Linked DNA regions of Mus musculus: region 2 is linked to region 1. Evidence: chromatin contacts called from public Hi-C data. All regions are on one chromosome and are shown on one strand. The core of a region is the stretch at or near the end of the contact, and the rest is flanking DNA. Distances in the headings are between cores, read along the strand shown. Region 1 has its middle 59 kb from the start of Gm31333. Region 2 has its middle 86 kb from the start of Gm31569.

The links. Hi-C and Micro-C count contacts between places; a contact is called where the count stands out from the background.
Region 2: a Hi-C map of cerebral cortex shows a contact between it and region 1, with 2.5 times the contacts expected there. The contact joins two enhancer-like sites. A contact is called at or near these places in 1 of 484 Hi-C or Micro-C datasets (cerebral cortex), 4 of 115 datasets of contacts at active chromatin or transcription factors (embryonic stem cells, extraembryonic endoderm stem cells and trophoblast stem cells) and 1 of 9 other capture datasets (embryonic stem cells).

Annotation. Positions count from the first base shown.
Region 1 is chr12:29,081,503-29,085,205 of GRCm38.p6, reverse strand. No RefSeq gene overlaps it. Among named protein-coding and RNA genes, the nearest start is that of Gm31333, 59 kb to the left of the region's middle. Within about 2 kb of position 1,650, at least 57 of the 459 cell types and tissues checked have an H3K27ac peak or open chromatin away from gene starts, as enhancers often do. A contact at or near this core is called in cerebral cortex, where this site is marked.
Region 2 is chr12:29,289,423-29,293,125 of GRCm38.p6, reverse strand. No RefSeq gene overlaps it. Among named protein-coding and RNA genes, the nearest start is that of Gm31569, 86 kb to the right of the region's middle. Within about 2 kb of position 2,060, at least 314 of the 459 cell types and tissues checked have an H3K27ac peak or open chromatin away from gene starts, as enhancers often do. A contact at or near this core is called in cerebral cortex, where this site is marked.

The DNA.
Region 1 (3,703 bases), core at 401-2,900:
AGAAAAGTTACTCAACCTGAGAAGGAAGGAGGCATGGATGACCCAAACAGGCAGTTGTGTAGAATGACTTCTAGTGTGTTCTGGTGTTCACTGGAGCAAACATGGATCTGTGGCTTCTATAGAATACTGGCAAAGATTCCTACTACAGGAAGACTGTGTTGAGCTATCATGTTTAAAAACAAACCACAAATAAATCTAACCAGATTCTCTTTAAAACACATGTAAATCAAATAGGAGCAACAAAATTTCCCACTTTGTTTTCTCTTCTGAATCCCCTATTTGTGCAACAGTAAAAGAACCCAAGGGGCTGGAATTCAGAGGAAGAAGCCACACGGCAGCTACAGCTGACAGTATTCAGCAGAATACTTCAGACTAATAGATTACAGATATTCTCAGGGTACAGAAATGATGTGCCTCAAGTGACAGGTGTGGCAATGACCCCAATCTTATCATTACACAGGGTCCATGTATTGAAATGTCACACAATAATGCATATGTACAGCCAGCCTCATCAGTTGAAAATAAGAGATGTATTAAAACACAAATGTAGGTCATGAACATGGTAGTGATTTCCAGTAGTTAAAATTGATGCTATGCCTGGTGCTTTCTTCTCTCTCAGACCCACTGCTCACACAGAGTCATCACGTGTAAAAAGGACTCTGCTCTGGCCTGTAGCACAAATTGGGGTGTGCCTTCTTCCACATCCTGGCGCCCTGATTCCTTCTTCACGTTGTCATCTGTAACACCCATCTCAGAGACTCTCCATCTTTGCTCACCACCCCACCCCACCAGGGCTCTCTTGACAGAGCAAAAACAAGACACAATTGAACGCATCAAATCCCGCGTGCTAAATCATATGTGAGCGTTTGCGTGCCGTCAAGCAATCAACTTCTCTCTGTCCTCCCTTCTGAAGCCCCCTCTGTATTGCAGCAGAGAATCCAAAGGGTTGCGATTTAGGAGAAAACCCCGGGAGGCCCCCATCACAAGTGGGTGTTGCGGCTCTGAGCTGAGAGAAGCCACAGAACCAGACTGCAGCCTGGCACACGCCGCCACTCTCCCTCTTTCTGCTGCCGATTGCCCACGATGAGGATGCCCGCCCAGGCTGGCAGAAAGTGCTTATCAGAGAATGTTCCCTGGCTGATCATAACTGATGCAGTGTGCTGTGTCAAATCGCTTCCTGTTTCCTGACTGCGGATGAGAAAGTGTGATCAGAGCAGAGAGCCTTTGCAACAGCTCAGAGCCATCACCCGGAACAGGTGCAGTCTCCCTCCATGCCTCCTACTCAGCCTGGCTGACACCCACCCCCATCCGGGGCTGGTCTTGGCTCACTGTAGAAAAGCTGTGGACTGGTTTGGGGAGACACTGAGATAGACTCCACAGCAAATAGCTCCCCCGGAGCAAGCTTGTGGGTCTCAGCTTCTACAGGATGCCAGCTTGGATTCTGCAGGACTCTCCATGTGAAGCTACTAGGTCTAAGAAAGCACCTCCTTCCATGGATGACCTCAGCGTGTTCCTTCCACCTCACTACCCTTGCTCATATTCATCATCAATCTTCGTCCACTTAGGGACCTCCCTTGGAGCAGGCACTCAGACATGCTCTTTGTTTTATTCTCATTCTCCACATGAACAAAAGGAGCCTCCTAGAAGTAAACAGTGAGGTCATATGGCTGTAAGCATCAGGGCTTGTCCTGGACACACTGCCCTAGTGTCCCTACAGTGTCCTCCCATCTGCCTGCTGTACCTTACCCAGCATCCACTAAGTCCCTCTCATTTGCTATTGTTACAAGTGCTAAGCTGCAATGGATTTTAAAACACTGATCACTCTCTCTGTCATTACACAACCGCTACCGTTCAAATGAATGGAGCTAGACCTAAAGTTAGACAGCTAACAAAGGTGTATCAGATAGAAAAGGGGGCAGTAAGTAAGGAAATGTAGACAGACTGGGCTACGAGGTCATGGCAGGTGAATGAGCCTCCCTGGGACAGAAGCACCAGAGGGAAGACAGAAGTTTCCAAATATGTCTGGAAGAAGAGTCTCCCAGAAGATGCACTGTGGGGTGCCCACATGAAGAGACAGGGGAGGGACTGAGGAAGCTAGGAGGATGAAGACAGCCAAGGCCACTGTAGGTGACAGTGAGTTCCCAGGGAATCAGACACCGCAGTGAAGACCTCAGGCGTTTTTTTTCCTGGGTTTGACAGGCACTAAAAAAAACGTTCCGAGCAGCAAGCCAAGGAGACCAGATATTGTTGGACTAGGACTTAAATCTTCAAGAGCAGCAGTTGAGAAACTCGGGAGACTGTACCAAAAAATCCAGGGGAAGGTAATAGGCCAGGGTGGTGGGGAGCCAGTTAGCGCTGAGTTCTTTTCAGGTAGCAGGGTAGGAAAGCCCAGAGCTTTGACAGCTACAAGTCACCGGCTTTCATAAAGCAGGCACAAGCCCAGCTTGGGAACTTCAGAAATAATGTGTGCTTGGAATGAAGCCCTTCTTCTAATGCAGGAAAGCCTACTGAAGAAGAAGTGAGATGGTGCCATGCCCCACCACCGAGGGGCATGTCCACTTGCCCCCTGCCAAGGCACACTCCCATCACTGTGCCATGCACTTTGAAGCTCTGTTTGCTTTGCTTTAGTTTGTTTTATGCCTTCTCATAAGCAATCCAAACCTTGCATTTGGGGCATCCCCTCCCTCTGCTTTTTTACTGATTCTGAATATCACTATATATTTTACAGTCTGAGGCAGTTTTTTTTTTAATTTTATGTAAGTAGAATTATAGTCTCTGTCTTTCTTCATTTCTTTTCCTACTCATGATTCTTTTGAGATCTATTCATCTGGTTTCTATTGATTTGGTCTGTTGGCTGCTCTGCTGTGTGCCACCCGTTTTATGTGCAGGCAACAGCTTCTTCATTTCCCTGCCAAAAGGCACCCAGGTCATCCCACCAAATCACAAATGCTCCACGAGTATGCAAAGCTTCACGGCCTGCATGTCTTTACGCACTTTGTAAGACGGTGTGTCATTGTTATGAGCCAGGAAATAGAACTTCTGGGTCAGTGGTACTGTCACATTCCACTCAGATCTTTTCAAAGATTTCACGAAAGCAAGGGTCCAGAGTCACCTTGACCAGCAGAAATGGCTCCTGTCTCTGCAGCGGCTACCCTCACTAGAATCAAAAGCTTCTAATTGACCATCCCCTTCCTAATAACAAGTCCATTACCAGGATTTTAAAGTTTCAGCCATCTAATGATTATGAAATATGCCTTGTTTATTTCATTTTTAAAATCCCCAGCTTATGTGGCTAGAGCGATGGCATAGCTAAGAGACGGTAACTGCTTTACCAGAGGACCTAGGTTTCATTCCCAGCACCCTCTTGGAAGCTCACAACCATATGTAACTCTAGTTTTAGGGAACCCAACACCCACTTTTACTTCCAAGTGTACCAGGCATGCACATGGTACACAGTTGTGAATGCAGCCAAAGCACCCATACAAATAAAATAAAAATAGTGAATTTTTAATTTAAAAGATGTTCAGCTTACTAGAGAATCTGTATATGCAATGAGAGGAGGGTGAATTGCATTGCTCTTAAGATAAACTGACTTTTGTTTTTGGTGTGTGTGTGTGTGTGTGTGTGTGTGTGTGTGTGTGTGTGTGTGTGTGCTGAGACAGGATTTCTCTGTATAATAGCTTTAGAACTGGAACTAAACTAG
Region 2 (3,703 bases), core at 811-3,310, 210 kb before region 1:
ACTGACCAACAGCAACTTGAGGAAGAAAGGGTTTGTTTCAACTTTCAGGATACGGTCCACCATTGAGGGAAGCCAAGGCAGAAACTGAAGCAAAGGCCACACAAAGGAAGAAGCAACAGGACCACTGGTGCTTACTGACTTACTCCCCTGAGCTCATGCAGCTTCCTTTCTCACACAATCCAGGCACTGCCCACGTTGGGCTAGACCCTCCTAAATTAATTAGCAATCAAGAAAACTCCCCACAGGCATGGCCACAGCTGGATCTGATGAAGATGACTACTCACCTCAAGTTCACTCTTCCCAGGTGCATCAAGTTAACAACCAAGACTGGCCATCACAACAGCCAAAAATGAGTGCGGCGGTTCTCCAAAAGGTTACGGTCACACTAGTGGATATATATCCTGAGGTGTATGTGTATGCTGGATTCTGATCCATAAATCAATGCATGAAAATGATAACTGTGAGCCCATGTTTGTTATATCATTGCTATTAGCCTTAATTACAATGCTATATAGTACAGCTGATATTATTTCACCTTTCCTTGAATTATCCCCTGGTCTCCCTCTCTCCAACTTCCCACCTCTGTTCCTGGCTGTCGAAACCACAATTACTGTTTAATACCATGGGTTGTACTTCTTTGGAACCCACACATTAGCAAGCTCATGCAATACTTGTCTTTCTGTGTCTGGCTCATTCTACTTAAGACAAAGCGCCCCAAAGATTCATCTATGTCATTGCTGGTTATAGAATCCCCTCTTTTACTAAGGCTAAATAATAATTCAGTGTGTATATACATCACACTTCCTATCCATTTATCTATTGATAGATATTTAAGTTAATTCCTAATCACTTTTTAAAATGTGTGATAGAGGACATGCTAGTTTCTTAACCAACACATTTCCTAATGTATGTTTATATATCAAGACACCATGTGCATACCATAAATACATACACAAAATGTATTATTTAAAATTACAATTCCAAGACTTGGAGTAGCTCAGTGGGAAAGTGCTTGCTTTGCATATGTGCAAGAACTTGATTTGATCCTCAGCACTGAAAAAAAAATTAAATTTTAATTAAAAAACAGAAACAGGACTGGGGAAATAGTTCAGTAAGAAGAGTACATAGTTACACACAAACACACACACACGTACAAAATTAAATTTCAAAGGATGAGTTTTCAGATTGTATATTTCAAGTTTAGAATTAATTCTCAGATGACCGGAGCTCCTTGAAGTTTTGACTATGTCGTCTTCGTTCCGCTATTTTATTTATTTATTTATTTATTTATTTATTTATTTATTTATTTATTTAGAGAGACAGGGTCTTCGTTCATCTATGTTTGTTTGTTTGTTTGTTTGTTTGTCTGTTTTGAGAGACAGGGTTTCTCTGTATACCCCTGGCTGTTCTGGAACTCACTCTGTAGACCAGGCTGGCCTCGAACTCATAAATCTTCCTGCCTCTGCCTCCCAAGTGCTGGGATTAAAGGCATGTGCCACCACTGCCCAGCCAGCTGTATCTTAATTAACTTCATAGTTTTATATTCTTATTGTTTGTAAATTTCTTATTTTGATTAATATTTCCTCAGGATGACCTTGGAATTTTAGCCTAGTGCTAGCTAACTTTGTGGAAAGGCAGGTGGTTTTGTTTCGGTTTGATTTTGGCTTTTTGTGACAGGATTGATCAGGTTCCCAGGTTTTCAGCCAAAATTCGGGGTTTCGGGGGGTTGGGAGAGGATGCCAGGGAAGACTACAAGGAAATGCCCAGCAAGACTACATCCGGGCTTCTAGTCTCCGGCACTGAGGAACTACATTTCCCAGCAGGCAAGGCAGCAGGCCAGTTTTTTGAAGAAAGAAATGGTCTCAGACCTGCGTGTCCTGCACAGGGACCAAGGCGGCTTCTACTAGAGGAATTATGGAGTACACTTCCCAGCATGCACGGCTCCAGGGCGTTGCCGCTCTGAAAAGGAGCCCCTTAAACTACAATTCCCAGTATGCATTGCAAGGAGCCCCGCCAGGGAGCCGTGGAAAGCAGAAGACTGCAGTGCCCGGCATGCAGCACATTGCCCCGGCATGCCCTGCGGCCTAGGCAGTTTCCTACTAGGGCAGAGTTGCAAGAGGGCTGTGTATGGTAGGAGGCGGCCTTTAGCTCCTCTCATTCTGTGCCTGAGGCTGACTGTTGTGGCATGCAGAGGTCCCGATTGTTTAAATAAAGAAGCAGAGCGTGCATTTTAAACACGGCTTGGTCAGCACAGCACAACCAAGAATTCTCATATAGTAACCATGCATGACGAGAAGTCTGTGTTGGAGCTCAAGGGCAGCTGGACAGCTGTTATTTCAAAACGGTCGCCTTTGATTTTGGACGGATGCCTGTACACCTGTCGTTCTGTGCATCTGTATGCAGGGTGTGAGTGCAGGACTCGAGGGTAACTGCGGCTTGAGTAGTTCCTTTCTGGGAAAGAATCCCTTATTGTTTGTAGTAGATTTTCTAGATTAGTGGGTTGTACAAGACTGCATCCACTCCTAGGCTTGTCTGACACGACAGTTCTGGTCCACTCAGCCATAATCTTTGCCTGGCTGGTTCCTGCTTCTGGTTTCTGATCAGTGCCTGTGAGTTCTGTATAAGATCCAGGTGCAGCATCTGCTCTCCCTAGCAACCTGAGGTGCCCCAACTGAAGCGGCTGCCTCCTGCTTCTTTCTGTTGGTTTTACCTGAAGAAGCTCCACATGCTAGTAGTACAAAACAGAGCTAGGGTCATGTCGACCTGTTCTTCTGAGACTGCCCCCTCCCCCGTCCCCACTCCTGAATCTGCGGCAAGCTGGGATTGTGTGCCTGCGCTTGATTCTAGTTTGGATGCAAAAACACAAGTCTGAGGAAAACACAACTATAAAACTAAATTCCACATGAATAGGAAGAGGTGTGCAGCCGCCAATTCTGCCTAGTGACCGTGCATCCTGAGTTTCATAGCTGGAATAAATTGTGAAGGCCCCTGCTAGACACTAATGAGCTTCTGATCCAGGGTGAACTTGAGCTCAAAAAGCTTCCAGCTTAGCTTCTCTGCCACTAACTGTCAAATAGAGGGCATGCGTTTTTGTTTTGCATGGGGCCTCACAAGTCATGTACCTCACAATTCGAGCTTACAGAGAATATGTCTTCCTGTGCGCCTTGGTAAGACAGGAAAACTAGTAGTGGGGAAAGCTTCCAATGATATTTTAACTGTAAAACCCTTTTGAAAAGAAAAGCATTATTCCAGGAGGTAGTCCTGTAGCTCAGGATTGCCTCATGGAATAGGCTGATCTCCCAGTCCTTCTTTCTTTCCATTGCCCTCTTGCTCTTACTATACAGATGGTGTCTGGAGGAAGATAGACCAACTAGGGAGCCTGAAGCCTCCCTGATCACCGGAGGTGAGAATTCTGTTTCCTAGGTTCTAGGTCAAGGTGATTTCAGCATTTCCAAGCATGCAGGTGCAAAGGCCCCCCCTTGCACTCCTTAACAGTTTCCTCATCTATGAATGTAGGCGAAGAACCGAAGTTCTCAGCAGAAATTAAGGGCACGCCCATGTTAAAGATTCCACAAGCCTGACTAGAACTCTATGATTGTACAGAGTTAAAAGGTTACAGATCTGTGGTCAAATTATCTTGGGTTTGCTTGACAACCTGCTGTCATCGAATCAAGCAGAACCTTTTGAGAAAGTGTTAAAGGAA